3 separate regions of the Sus scrofa genome follow, and all the other regions are linked to region 2. The links are chromatin contacts, called in public Hi-C and HiChIP or PLAC-seq maps. All regions are on one chromosome and are shown on one strand. The core of a region is the stretch at or near the end of the contact, and the rest is flanking DNA. Distances in the headings are between cores, read along the strand shown. Region 1 overlaps PEAK1 (pseudopodium enriched atypical kinase 1). Region 2 has its middle 75 kb from the start of HMG20A. Region 3 overlaps PEAK1 (pseudopodium enriched atypical kinase 1).

Evidence for each region. A called contact is a pair of places that touch in the nucleus more often than the background predicts. HiChIP or PLAC-seq counts read pairs in DNA pulled down with a chosen protein or histone mark.
Region 1: a contact with region 2 is called in an H3K27ac HiChIP or PLAC-seq map of alveolar macrophages. The contact joins two enhancer-like sites. A contact is called at or near these places in 1 of 47 Hi-C or Micro-C datasets (embryonic fibroblasts) and 1 of 2 datasets of contacts at active chromatin or transcription factors (alveolar macrophages).
Region 3: a contact with region 2 is called in a Hi-C map of skeletal muscle, with 4 times the contacts expected there. The contact joins two enhancer-like sites. A contact is called at or near these places in 2 of 47 Hi-C or Micro-C datasets (both in skeletal muscle) and 2 of 2 datasets of contacts at active chromatin or transcription factors (alveolar macrophages and skeletal muscle).

What each region holds. Positions count from the first base shown.
Region 1 is chr7:57,366,730-57,370,602 of Sscrofa11.1, forward strand. It overlaps PEAK1 (pseudopodium enriched atypical kinase 1), which reads right to left. Exons shown (of 6, transcript NM_001244188.1): 2 at 322-403. Among named protein-coding and RNA genes, the nearest start is that of PEAK1, 76 kb to the right of the region's middle. Within about 2 kb of position 1,897, at least 3 of the 83 cell types and tissues checked have an H3K27ac peak or open chromatin away from gene starts, as enhancers often do. A contact at or near this core is called in alveolar macrophages, where this site is marked.
Region 2 is chr7:57,577,079-57,581,031 of Sscrofa11.1, forward strand. No RefSeq gene overlaps it. Among named protein-coding and RNA genes, the nearest start is that of HMG20A, 75 kb to the left of the region's middle. Within about 2 kb of position 2,208, at least 64 of the 83 cell types and tissues checked have an H3K27ac peak or open chromatin away from gene starts, as enhancers often do. A contact at or near this core is called in alveolar macrophages and skeletal muscle, where this site is marked.
Region 3 is chr7:57,329,401-57,333,497 of Sscrofa11.1, forward strand. All of the region lies in intron 2 of PEAK1 (pseudopodium enriched atypical kinase 1), which reads right to left. Among named protein-coding and RNA genes, the nearest start is that of PEAK1, 110 kb to the right of the region's middle. Within about 2 kb of position 1,376, at least 8 of the 83 cell types and tissues checked have an H3K27ac peak or open chromatin away from gene starts, as enhancers often do. A contact at or near this core is called in skeletal muscle, where this site is marked.

The sequences.
Region 1 (3,873 bases), core at 647-3,146, 210 kb before region 2:
AAATAAAATGAGGAGCAGTGTGACATAATGAAAAACAAATGGGGATTTGAGTCAACACACCTGCATTTGAATCCCAGTTTGACTATCTAAGAGCTTTTGACCTTGACAAGTTTACCAAACCTCTCAAGCTTCTTAACTGAAAATGAGACTGTTACCTAGCTTTTCATCATTCTCTTGTTCATATTCACAGACATCACAAATACTTAGAGGCATATCTCTGTCTCTTCCATACTAACACAAAGTTCAAAATGATAAGATCCGATGCTGCAATAGATTAGATTAGAATAAACATGTTACACGAAGAAAAGAAAAAGTACAAACCCAGTTTAACTGGTTTCAACTCTAGGCATTCTGTCATTTCTTCCTTTTCTTTCCTTAGAAATGGACCTCAAATATTCTTTTCCTAGGGGAAGATGCAAAGTGGGGAATATGTATTAGTGAAGGTCATTTGAATCACACTTCAAAACTGAGCATTCTTTAATTTCCCATAAGGCAGTACTTACCATAAACCAAACCCGTTCAATTTAATGGACTTGTTTTTAAGTGATAAAATAACCAAGAGGTATTTTAGTTTAGAAAATATTACAGGTTTAAATAGCCAAAAAATAACTTTATCTCAAAAAGTTACTTTCAATCAATAACAATACTTTGTTAAAGATAACTACTCAGGATGGGATTACACAAAACACTGTAGTTCATCACAATATGCAAAAATACTTCTGGAGCTATAATTCTTAATCTTTTGAGTGATGGGTGAATGGTAAAGTATACAAAACTATGAGAAAGAGATCAAGCTCTGAACTGCAAACTCAGAAAAATGCACATATATGCATCATACTTCACATATAATTTTAGTTGAGTCATGAAACAGTCATGTATCCTGTGGATCTCTAAAACTCCAAGCAATCGCTGTTTTTGAGTTTTTCGAAATAATGGACACAGGATTTTCAAACCTTAAGCAATTTAGCAGTCATCCGCAAAACTGCTAACAGAAAAATGAGGAAATAGGCCCCCAGAAAGACAAAAAGAATTAAGTAAAACCTACTGCACTCAGGACAAGAGGTGTCCAACTACCACTCCAATCCACACAAGATTGACAATGCAGAATTTAGTATAAATCAGTGTTTTGGGGTCAGAGTAATTATCACAATACAACCAAAATAGGATACCTACAAGCAGTCTTTTGGTCTAAATACATAATAGCTCATCAATGGTAGTTAAGAAAATGAAATTTGGAATTATGTAGGCATGTGAAAAAGTCAATCAGGTCACTTAATCTTTCTCATCCTCGGGTTCTTCAAAACAAAATGGAAAAATAAAACCTATCACTGGAGGATTATTTTAAGGATAAAATCAGATAACATGTACCAAGTATTTAACATAGTGTCAAGTACACAGTAGATGCTCATGAAATGGTATGAATTAAAAAAACATTTCCAGGGTTCCTGTTGTGGCTCAGCAGTAATGAACCCAACTGGTATGCATGAGGACACAGGTTTGATCCCCTGCCCCACTCAGTGGGTTAAGGATCTGGTGTTGCCATGAGCTGTGGTGTAGGTGACAGACATGGCTCGGATCTGGCATTGCTGTGGCTGTGGTGTAGGCTGCCATCTGCAGCTCCGATGCGACCCCTGGCCTGGAAACCTCCATATGCCACACCTGTGGCTCTAAAAAGACAAAAACAAAATTCCTGTAAAGTCATGGAATTGGGTAAAATATGAAATAAAATCTAAAGTAACTGAGATGCTTTCTAGCCAAACAAAATAAGTAGCTACCATTTACTGAGTATCTATTTACTATACTATTCAAGCTGTTACTGAGGATACAAAAAGGATTAAGTTGTCCTCCTTTCAAGGGAAATTAAGCAAAGACAGAGCTTTTTCCTTCTCAGTTTCAGTCTTGGGTTCCTCTTTTTCCTTTCCTCTTAGAGCTCAGCTTTCTGTCCACTTCACACTCTACCCACATGGACTGAGAGGACCCTCACATGAACACCTCTAATCCCAACTTTTCACCTGAGTCTCACACTTTTACGTCCTGTATGTTTCCCCCTGAAAGTACCATAGGTACAATATATATAAAACTTTCCCTAACATCCCTTCCTTCTCAACAGCACTTAAGACATTCAAAAGTCTGACAGTAATCCCATTTCACCAGTCGCCTTAAATGTCTGATTGATTTTTAAACACTTTGCACATCTATTTCCAAAACTTCACTCCTATTAATAGTATCCAAAATCCTGGTCATTATCTGGATGACCAGATCAGTAATTTAACAGGTCTACCCACCTTTTCTATTGCCTTACCTCAAAATCATTTACCATACTGCCATAGAATTGATCAGTCTAAAATGAAAATCTCAGGAGGGCTCCAATTAAGATGGATGAATAGAAGGATGGGGAACTCACCTCTCTCCACAAATACATTAAAAAATAGGTCTATATGTGCAATAGTTCTCACAAAATACCTACTGAACGCTGGCAGAAGACATCAGACACCTAAACATGTAAGAAAGATCTCCACATAACCAGGGAGGAAGATAGAAAAATAAATAAATAAATTGAAAATCTTTCCATGCCCTGTGTATGTCAAATCCTTCAATCATAGAATCCTTCAATGGTAATCCTTCTATTACCCCCAGAAGAAAGTCCAACTTCATCCAAAAAATAAATGCCCAAGTATCACATATAAAGTCTTCAATGCTATCTCTTCAGCTTCATTTCCTATCTCCCATTTCATCACCCTACAGCCATCCTGAACTATTTGTCAAGCTTCATGCTTTTCTCTTTGCTAATATCAACTTACACACTTTGCACAAAGAGGAAATTCCTACTGGTTCTTTAAGATTTAGGGCCAGGGTCACCTCCTCCAGAGTATACTTCCCTACCCCACCAAGCTCACACATCATCACAACAAGCTTTGTTAAACTGAACTGAAACTAGAGAACTAACGACAAAGTGGCAAAAAACTTATACATACAAAGCCAGTGAGAAGGGAAACTAGACGGATTTTAGCGTTTCTTTGGAGAAAATGTCTTGATCTGGGGCTATGAGAAGTAATTGTTCACAGATTGTTGAAGAAAGGAAATTAAAGTATTTGAGTGAGAAAAACAGTTGTAAATGATCACATTTAGAGGAGAAATGTGTAAAATAATACTGGAGGGACAGTAAACAGCAAATATAACCTCACGAACGTAGCCATCCATATAAAAAGATTTATAGAGCACAACCAATAAATCACTAAAGATTTTCAGTTTTCTCAGAAACTATATGACACAGTTGCCATTTACAGATACTACCTCACACTTGAACTTGAGAGATTTTAGTTTAGAAAGATATTTTCATCTTTTAGTTGACAGAGTGCATTTTTATACGTTAGAAAAGGTACTCTCATCCCACTTAATTAGCATGTACTGAAGAACTTTTCATAAAATCCTGACATTATAACATATCTCTACATGGCACAATAGTTTACTGAAATTGGAATAAGCTAAAACAGACTCTCTCAGGGCAAAGGCTAGTTAATCTCATTAAATAATCTTTAACATTAGAACATTCAGTTGTTCCATATCAGCGGGGGAAAATGAAAATATAGTAAGCTTAAGACCAATTCACAGATGAATTCAACTATAAATATTTTGCTTTCTGAATGCAAAATGAAAGAATATCAATCCTCAAACTTAAATACACTAGTCATAGTACAGAAGAATAGACCTACAAGCCATTCCCTTATGAAGAGTGAAGATTCAGGTTATCTACCAAAGAATAAGAAGAGGAAAAAATGCTATCCTCTCTGAGCACACAAAATCTCTTGCTTGCAGTAAAGACAGAGAGGATTCACCTTAACCACCCAATAGTCAGAAGAGGGTCAAGTTAGA
Region 2 (3,953 bases), core at 958-3,457:
GTTGAAAGTGGTAACCTTCACCATCTAATGTGAAAACGAAATAGGCTTGCTTGCTCTGCAAAATGAGGGACCAATTCAGGACTCTCACAATTGTAGATGCTTTGGTACAGGCAAACTTAAATGTTCTGGGAAAGGAGGAGAGGTTTTTGTTTGGTTGGGGTTTTTTTATAATTAGGTAATGATTTTACCTGCAAGTGGCTGACTCCAGGCTGCAGGCCCCGAAGCTTTAGAAGGCAATGGAATAAAAACAGCATTAAGGAATAAACCACCCAGGAGTTCCCTTTGTGGTGCAGCGGAAACGAATCCGACTAGGAACCATGAGGTTGTGGGTTCGATCCCTGGCCTTGCTCAGTGGGTTAGGGATCCAGCATTGCCATGAGCTGTGGTGTAGGTTGCAGGCACGGCTTGGATCTGGCGTTGCTGTGTCCGTGGTGTAGGCCAGCAGTTGTAGCTCTGATTAGACCCCTAGCCTGGGAACCTCCATATGCCGCAGGTGTGGTCCTGAAAAGACAAAAGACAAAAAAAAAAAAAAAAAAAAAAAAGAATAAACCATCCTAAGGAGCTTGATCTCCTTGATTCTGAGGAGGGGAGAGGTGGCTTCCGTCTCTGTGACAGTGGCTGTCTCAGATAAGGGTCATTGCCTGGCCAAAAAAATATTACCAGCATGAAAGAAAATGTTTTTACCCACTGTTCTTTGTTTTTAGGCTCCCAGAAGTCTCTGGCCTAAGGATTTATGTTAAGGTGTATCATCTCCTCCTTTGATGAGAAGGAGGAAGTGCCAGGATGTAAGCCTGACCTTCCTCCCCAAAGCGCAACCCTCAGGGACTGTCAGCTAGACAGAACGCTGCCTCAGGTCCTGGATCTCACTGCACATTCCTGCCCCACTTGCTGCTCTCTGACTTCCTCTTGAAGTCCCAAGAGACAGAGGGCGGCAGGGGCAGGAAGGGAACCAGCAGGGCCTCCAAGGCCGAAACCCTTTCGATGCCTGAGCCCCAGATGATTTGCCTTGGTAGGTCGGCCTTTCTGGGCAAGAAGAGAGGGAACCTCTCAGCTCTTCCCGAATGTCCCTTTCTGCAACAGGGCAGCACAAAACAAGCCAGATCATTGTGTTCTTGGATATAAATATTGATTCTAGGTGGTGTTAACATTCCGTTCATAAAAGAATGTAACATATTTCTCCCACATCATATTAGACAGATGTGTTGTTTGGCCAAGAGAAGTCCAGAGTGCTGGCTTCTGTGGAAAAAATGTGGACATTTAAATGCATGCAGCTTTGGGAAGTCTAGGGAGCAGTCTCAGAGTAGAAGGCAGGCGCTTCCCCAGTGCCAGCTCTGCCCTCCGCCATCCAGTTTCTCCCTTCCCAGCTGCACACTGCGAGTCACACTGGCATTTCTAATCGCTTGTAATTTAGGAAGATGCTTTCTTAGAATTAGGTCTTGTTTCTCAAGAACCTGGAACTATGAGCATGCGCTGTCTTCAGGAGGCACGGAAGGGCAAGGCTTTCATTTTTTGCTTTCTTCCCCTGGGGGAAGATCTGGGGGGTCCGCTCCTCTGTTTTGTTTTTCACCTTCCACGTGGGAGGGAAGGGCAAAGGCTTTGGACCAGAGGTGGTCCTTCCAAGCATTCCACCCAGGCCTGACCAAGCCCCAAAAGACTGAGATTTGCTGGCTGCCTTGGCAAGGCGAATTCCCCACATTCCACAAGCGCTCTTGAGGGGGACATAGCATTAATGAGAAAGTGGAATTCTTGATGCGGATGCTGCTCCCTCGGTGCCAGTACATTTCACACAGACCGATCCTCGTCCAGCATTTCGTAAGAGAGTGGGAGAGCCCATTTCCAGATGTGTGAGCGCCGCGTTGACAGAGGTGCTGTCAGGAGAGCCACTGCCCTCTGCCGTCCTGGCCCGGAAGCGCCACGACGCTGGGGAAGAACCTGGGGCTTCAGAAAAAACTGGCGGCTGTCAAAATCCGCAGCGGACCCACGCCGGGGCGGAGGGGCCTGCAGCTCCTCGTTCTGCAAACATTGAGTCTGCGAGGGGCTGAATTCTAGCTGAGGCTCGCTGGCTCTCTTTATGTTTTGTGGTTGAGAACGAGCCAGAAATGGAGAGGATTTATAATGAAACCCCGGCCTCCGGCATCATCCGCTGGTGGCGTTCTGAGAAGGCGAGGAGAAGTGGGCTGGCTCCGACCCTTGAACCTGGCCAGCAGGCCCAGGCGAGGCAAACAAAGAGGGCAGCTTGCCCAAGAGGAGACCTCCCGCTGGATAGCAGCCCTGAGGCCACTCCCTCGCCTGGAAATGCGGCTCCTAGAGGCCTTGCTGGCTCCAAAGCTTCCAGCGAGGGGAAGTTGTAACTGCTCCCACTCAGGCCTGCTGGCATCTCCAAGGGGCCTCTAGTCCTGGCACCGCGGAGAGCCTGGCTCAGCTTACAAGCTGAGACCCAGCTGCCGCCCCCTCCACCCCACCACCCACCGCCTGCCAAGACTGCGGCTCAGCAGCAGGCCCAGGGTCAGGCTTGCTGCTGAAGTGTGTGTGTGTGTGTGTGTGTGTGTGAGAGAGAGAGAGAGAGAGAGAGAGATGGTGAAAGATAGGGTGGAGATATTCAGGTGGAGGTCAGAGGGAGGTTGGGGAACCAAATTCCTTGGACAACCTTGCAGTTTTGGAAAAAGACACGAAACAATCAGTTTTTGTTTTTTGGAAGGTTTTTTTTTTTTTTTTTTTTTTGTAAATGGATCTCCTCCCTATTGGGAGAAGAAAAACCCAACCCGCCAAACAAACCCCTCACAACAATGCCCTTCTCTCTCTGGGACCAATTTCCAGACTGCACAGCAGTCCTGACAAGGTCAACAAGCTGGAGCTGTAAGCGGAAGATCTTTATCTATGTGGGAAATAGGAAAATCATTTGACTGATAAAAGGAAATACAATAAATAGCATCTAAATTCCTGGCTGCATTCCCCGGGGCCCCTCCTCTGCTGGAGAAAGTGCGGAGGGGCAGGAATACATGTGCTGCTCCAGCATGTTTAAAAATAGCATACAGCACACAGCCCTTTCTTACCTTCCAGAAAGACTTCATTACCGGATCCTCAGCCCTGAGCCTGCAGAGCTGCTGCCGGCGCTTTCTTCTCCCCGAGCTAGATTTTTCTTTTTTGGAAACGTTAAGGCAGTGCGTGTGATACATTTTACTCACGGGCCAGCTCCTGCTCAGCTAGTTTCAATCTGGGCACGTCTCAAGCTCACGTTGAAAGTCCATTGTATTTAATGGGGTGTTAACTCTGTTTATTCTCTGGGACTTGTGCAGTAATTTTACACTCTGCAAAACTAGCAACTTGAACTTGAAGTGGTGTGCCTCTCTCCCCATCCCCACCCTCATGGACCTCAGTCCCCAGGCACCTTTGGCCTTGACTCCCAGGTTTCCTTCAGCCCAGGTGGCTAAATGAGGTCTGGATGGAGCCAAGAAACCTGGGTTCACAGCCACTGCAGCCACTGGTTAGCATGGGTCTCTTCCTCTCTTGGAGACTCAGTTTTCTCATCCGTAACCTGGGGATTTTAATCCACCCTATATACCTTAACAGGCTGTTGAGATGCAGTAATGTCATAGTGGAAAAACATTCAGCTGAGTTCTGTAAAGACCCTCATTCCATTATTCCAAACTAGGCCACTGTCTGTGTCACTTGCAACATCTCCAGACCATCTCTCCATTAAAACCTGGGTGACTTGGGTAACTGCAAAGCTCACTGATAAGACAGTGTCTTTGCTGTGCTGCTGTAGTTTTCTTTCTTTCCTATGTGTGTGTGTGTCTTTTTAAGGCTGCATCTGTGGCATATGGAAGTTCCCAGGCTAGGGGTCAATCAGAGCTGCTGGCCTACACCAGAGCCACAGCAACACGGGATCTGAGCCGCGTCTGCGACCTACACTGCATCTCAGGGCAACACCAGATCCTTAAACCACCGAGCAA
Region 3 (4,097 bases), core at 126-2,625, 250 kb before region 2:
TATCAAATTACCAAGAACATTTGTCAGACTAGAACTTGGGGTTGTGGGAGGTAGCCCAGAGGTACCCTTGGGGAACTTTGCAGAAGGACGAAGGCCGGCTAAGTGGACCCCAGGAAGTGACCTCACTTCCCTGGCAATAGAGCCCAACAGAACTTGGAACCTGGGTAGTCAGGCACCCACTTCTCCAGGAGAGGACAGAGGAGGGATGGACTTGCTTTGCTGTGTCCCGTTCTCCCAAGGCTGAGGCCGCAGCAGAGACAATACCTGCCAATCCAGCAGAAAATGGATCAGAACTCAGGGCAGACGCCTATGGGCCTTTGCCTGCAGGGACCTGGAGGTAACACAGGGAGAGGGAACTCCAGCCCAGCAAAGGGACCCTTCTGATCCCACACAGTAGCCTCAGTAGCCTCGTGTCTCCTCCCTGGATGACTGTGTGCAGAGGGGGGTTGTGAGGGTGGGTCTGCCTCAAGCAAGAGCAGGCTGACGTGGGGTTGGATGCCAATTGGGAGGGTCACGTCCACACCCCAGGACAAAGCTGACTGGGGAGAAGGGGGTTGTTTAGAGTCAGGGCTGAGCCCTGTGTGCGAGCTGTACCCCCAGCCCTCTAGGGGGCTCCCACTCCTCCCAGAGGGTGGGTATCTGAGCAGACAAGGTTTCACCTTATCTGGGAACAGAAGTTCAAGGGGGCAGAAGAAGCAGTGAGAAGATAATGGCCTTGCAACGCTCTGACACCTCAGGGCCGGGCCCTCTGCCGCTCATTCTCATTGCAGAGTCCCCCCCCCCCCACCCCTGCCCCTGAGACACTTCAGGAGCCAGGCAAGGAAGGCAGAAGACCTCCAGATGAAACTCCACATGGGCAGCTCCTTGGGTATCTCTGCCAGGCTCGGGGGAGCTCAGCACATCCGGTTCTGGCACTAGGACAAAGTCCACCTACGCCTGAGTCCGCTGGACAGCTGTGCTCCCTGAGGCCCAGCCTGAAGGTGAGAAGATGGGGACCGGGCCTTGTGAGTGTGGGGGGAGCTGAGTTCTGGGTCACACAGCGAGGAGTTCCCAAAGGAAGGTGTTGGGCCAGGAGCAAAGACTAACCCACACTACCCACCTGGTGGACTGCAGACCCAGAAGTTGGTGGGTTGGGACTGGTCTGGAAGGTTCTGGAAAGACTGCTATCCTTGGAATAGCACATGGCAAGGCAAGCATGCAAGGAAGCTTTTCTTCTCTCACAGTTCCAGCATGAGAGCAGGAGCCAAAGGCCAAGGCACAACCCAAGCAGGGAGAACCTGGAGCTGCTCCAGCAGGAGGCCTAGGTCCACATGAGGACTCACCAGCCCTGTAGGGAGAAACCTGCAGCTGCTCCTGCAGGAAACCTGGAGCCACATGAGGACTCACCACCCACACAAGGAGAACCTGCAGCTGCTCTGGCAGCAGCCCCAGACACTGATGTGTGTTTACCTCAGCTGGAGGGAAATGTTGCACCAGCTTCTGCAGGAGACCAAGGGCCCAAGGAGAATTCAGCAGCCCTGCAGGGAGAGCCTGCACTGACTGCTCCAGCCCCCACTATACTAGGTCCTGCACTGGCTCTGGAAAGAGCCCGGGGCCAATTTCCAAAACCACCTTCCTCAAGGTCACCTCCACCCTTGCAAGTGCCCTCCCCATCAGCTCCCTAAAAACCCATCCACCTGTTTCCCCTCCCAAAATTTACTCTCGTGATTTGTCTTCGGATGTTTTCTCATTTCCTGTTTCTCTTCCATTATTATTTACGGTATACTTTATGTTTTAAAAATAAAATTAGAAAGCTGGAAAAAAATACACAAATAGGTTGAAAATTCCAGAAATAAATGGAAGTCAAAGATTTGAGCAAGAATTACTATACAAGAAAAATTATAATGCATGTAGGTACAGTGTAATGGCTGTTCGATTAACAGTATGTTTTAAAAGTTAAATTTTTAAAAGAACAACTGTTACACTCATTTTCTCTGACTGCTAATCTATTCACTAAAGCCTTAATGATTAGTATCTTCTACATCTGTGTATAAATTCATTTTTCTTACTAGCACCTCTATTTAAAAAGATATACTGTGAAATTTGACAAAAAGAAATATTTGCCCTAAGACTAGCATTATAACTCAAAACTACTGTAAATGTTTCTTCAAGAGTGGCCCACAGTCCACATGAATCATATCTGTTATGATTGAAATGCAGATATTAACTCCAACAATTCTTGGATCTTATCAAGATACAAAATCAGTATTCGTAATCAGTATTTTCACTTCCCTCTTTACTCAGATACATTCCACTTTTTTCCACTTTGCAAATACTCTCTTGTCCCTCCTTCCCTCTACTAGTAAAATGCTTGCTCTAAGCCTACTTCTGACCAGATGAACATAACCAGAGAAAAGCCACACAACTGTGCTGACCAATATTCACTTAAAACCTATTACTCTAGGTCTCAAATGGGGATTTAACATTGTCAGAAACAGAATCCAAATCAGTTCTTTCTACATACTTACTTCGCCACTTTGAGATAACTATTTCACAGTTTTTCTTCTCTCTTCAAATCTCTGACATCCTTGTCCCAGGTCACTTACTATTGATGGCCTTGCCTCAAACTTAAGTGGGAAAATAGATCCAAAAAGATGAATTTTATCTCCTCTTCATGTTAATGCTACAACCTGATTTTATACACTTTACCTCATTGCCCTTAGAATGGAAGGAGCCTTTGTGTCTTTGTTTAAGGCCAACCTTTCTACTTCTGGTCAGAATTTCACCCACGTGTGAATTCTCAAGAACTATTCCTGCAATATCACTTTTCTCTTCTGCATCATCTATTTTTCCATTCCAGATAATTCCCATTGGCATATGAATGTGTCTTAATCTCATTCATTAAAAAACAAAAACAAAACAACCCTCCTGTAGTCCTGTATCCCTCTAGATAGTGCTGCATTCTTCGATTTCCTTCTAGAACAAAACTCTTCAAAAAGACACTTTATCTCCACATTTTCTCTTCCCCCCACTCCATTCAGATGTTTTGTTCTCACCACTTTATTGAAATACTGCGAATTAAGGTTTCAAAGTACTATACTCCCCCAAGACCAAGGGCTAATTTTCTATTCTCACCTTTTCAAAACTTAAATTAGCATTTCATACATTGGCCACCCCTCTCATGGAATACTTTCTTTTCTAGTTTCTGGAATACTTCACTCTTCAGATTTTTCTACCTCATTAGATAGCTGCTTCTCAGCCTGTTTGTTGGCTTTTTCCTCTATTAGATTTCTCAGTGTTGGAGTGACCAAAAATAATACCCCTTACCATCAGCTCCCCTTATTCATTCTTTTCCCCTGAGTGATTTTATCCAGTTCCAAGGCTTTGACTACCATCTAATTTATATGCTATTACTCTCCAAATTTATCTCCAGTCCACATCTCTCCTTTTGAACTCCAGTCTTCTTTACACTCCTTGACACATCCACTGGGATATCTAGGAGGCATCTCACACTTAACAAAGCCAAGGTGAAACTACTGGCATTCAACCGCTACACTTACCAAGTTCTCCCATCTCAGGAAATGGTCCACAGATCAGCCCACTTGCTCAATCAAAAACCAGCAGCCCCTAGAGTTCCCACTGTGGCATAGCAGGTTAAGAATCTGGCACTGTCTCTGCAGTAGCTCAGGTCCCTGTTGATGGGTGGCTCTGATGCCCAGCCTTGCACAGGTGTTAAGGATCAGGCATTGCCACACCTGTGGCTTAGGTCGAGACGTCCATGGCTCAGATTCGATACCTGGCCCAGGAGTTTCCATATGCCGTGGGTGCAGCCGAAAAAGGAAAAAAAAAAAACCAAAAAGCAAACTAGCAGTCTTTTTTTTTCCTTTCTCACTCTCCCCTCTCCCTCCTCTAAATTCAATTCATCTACTAGCTCTACTGCTATAACATATCTCGAATCTGACAAGGGTACGCTGAGCATTGAGTCCCTTTCACATATCTGATGACAGGCATGGTTTCTTCCCAGCCTTCTCCTTATCAAACCCGTTTACCAGCCTAATTTAAAGTCCTTGTTTTCTCATTTAAACAATTGCCTCAGCCATCTAGCTAGTCTTCCTGCC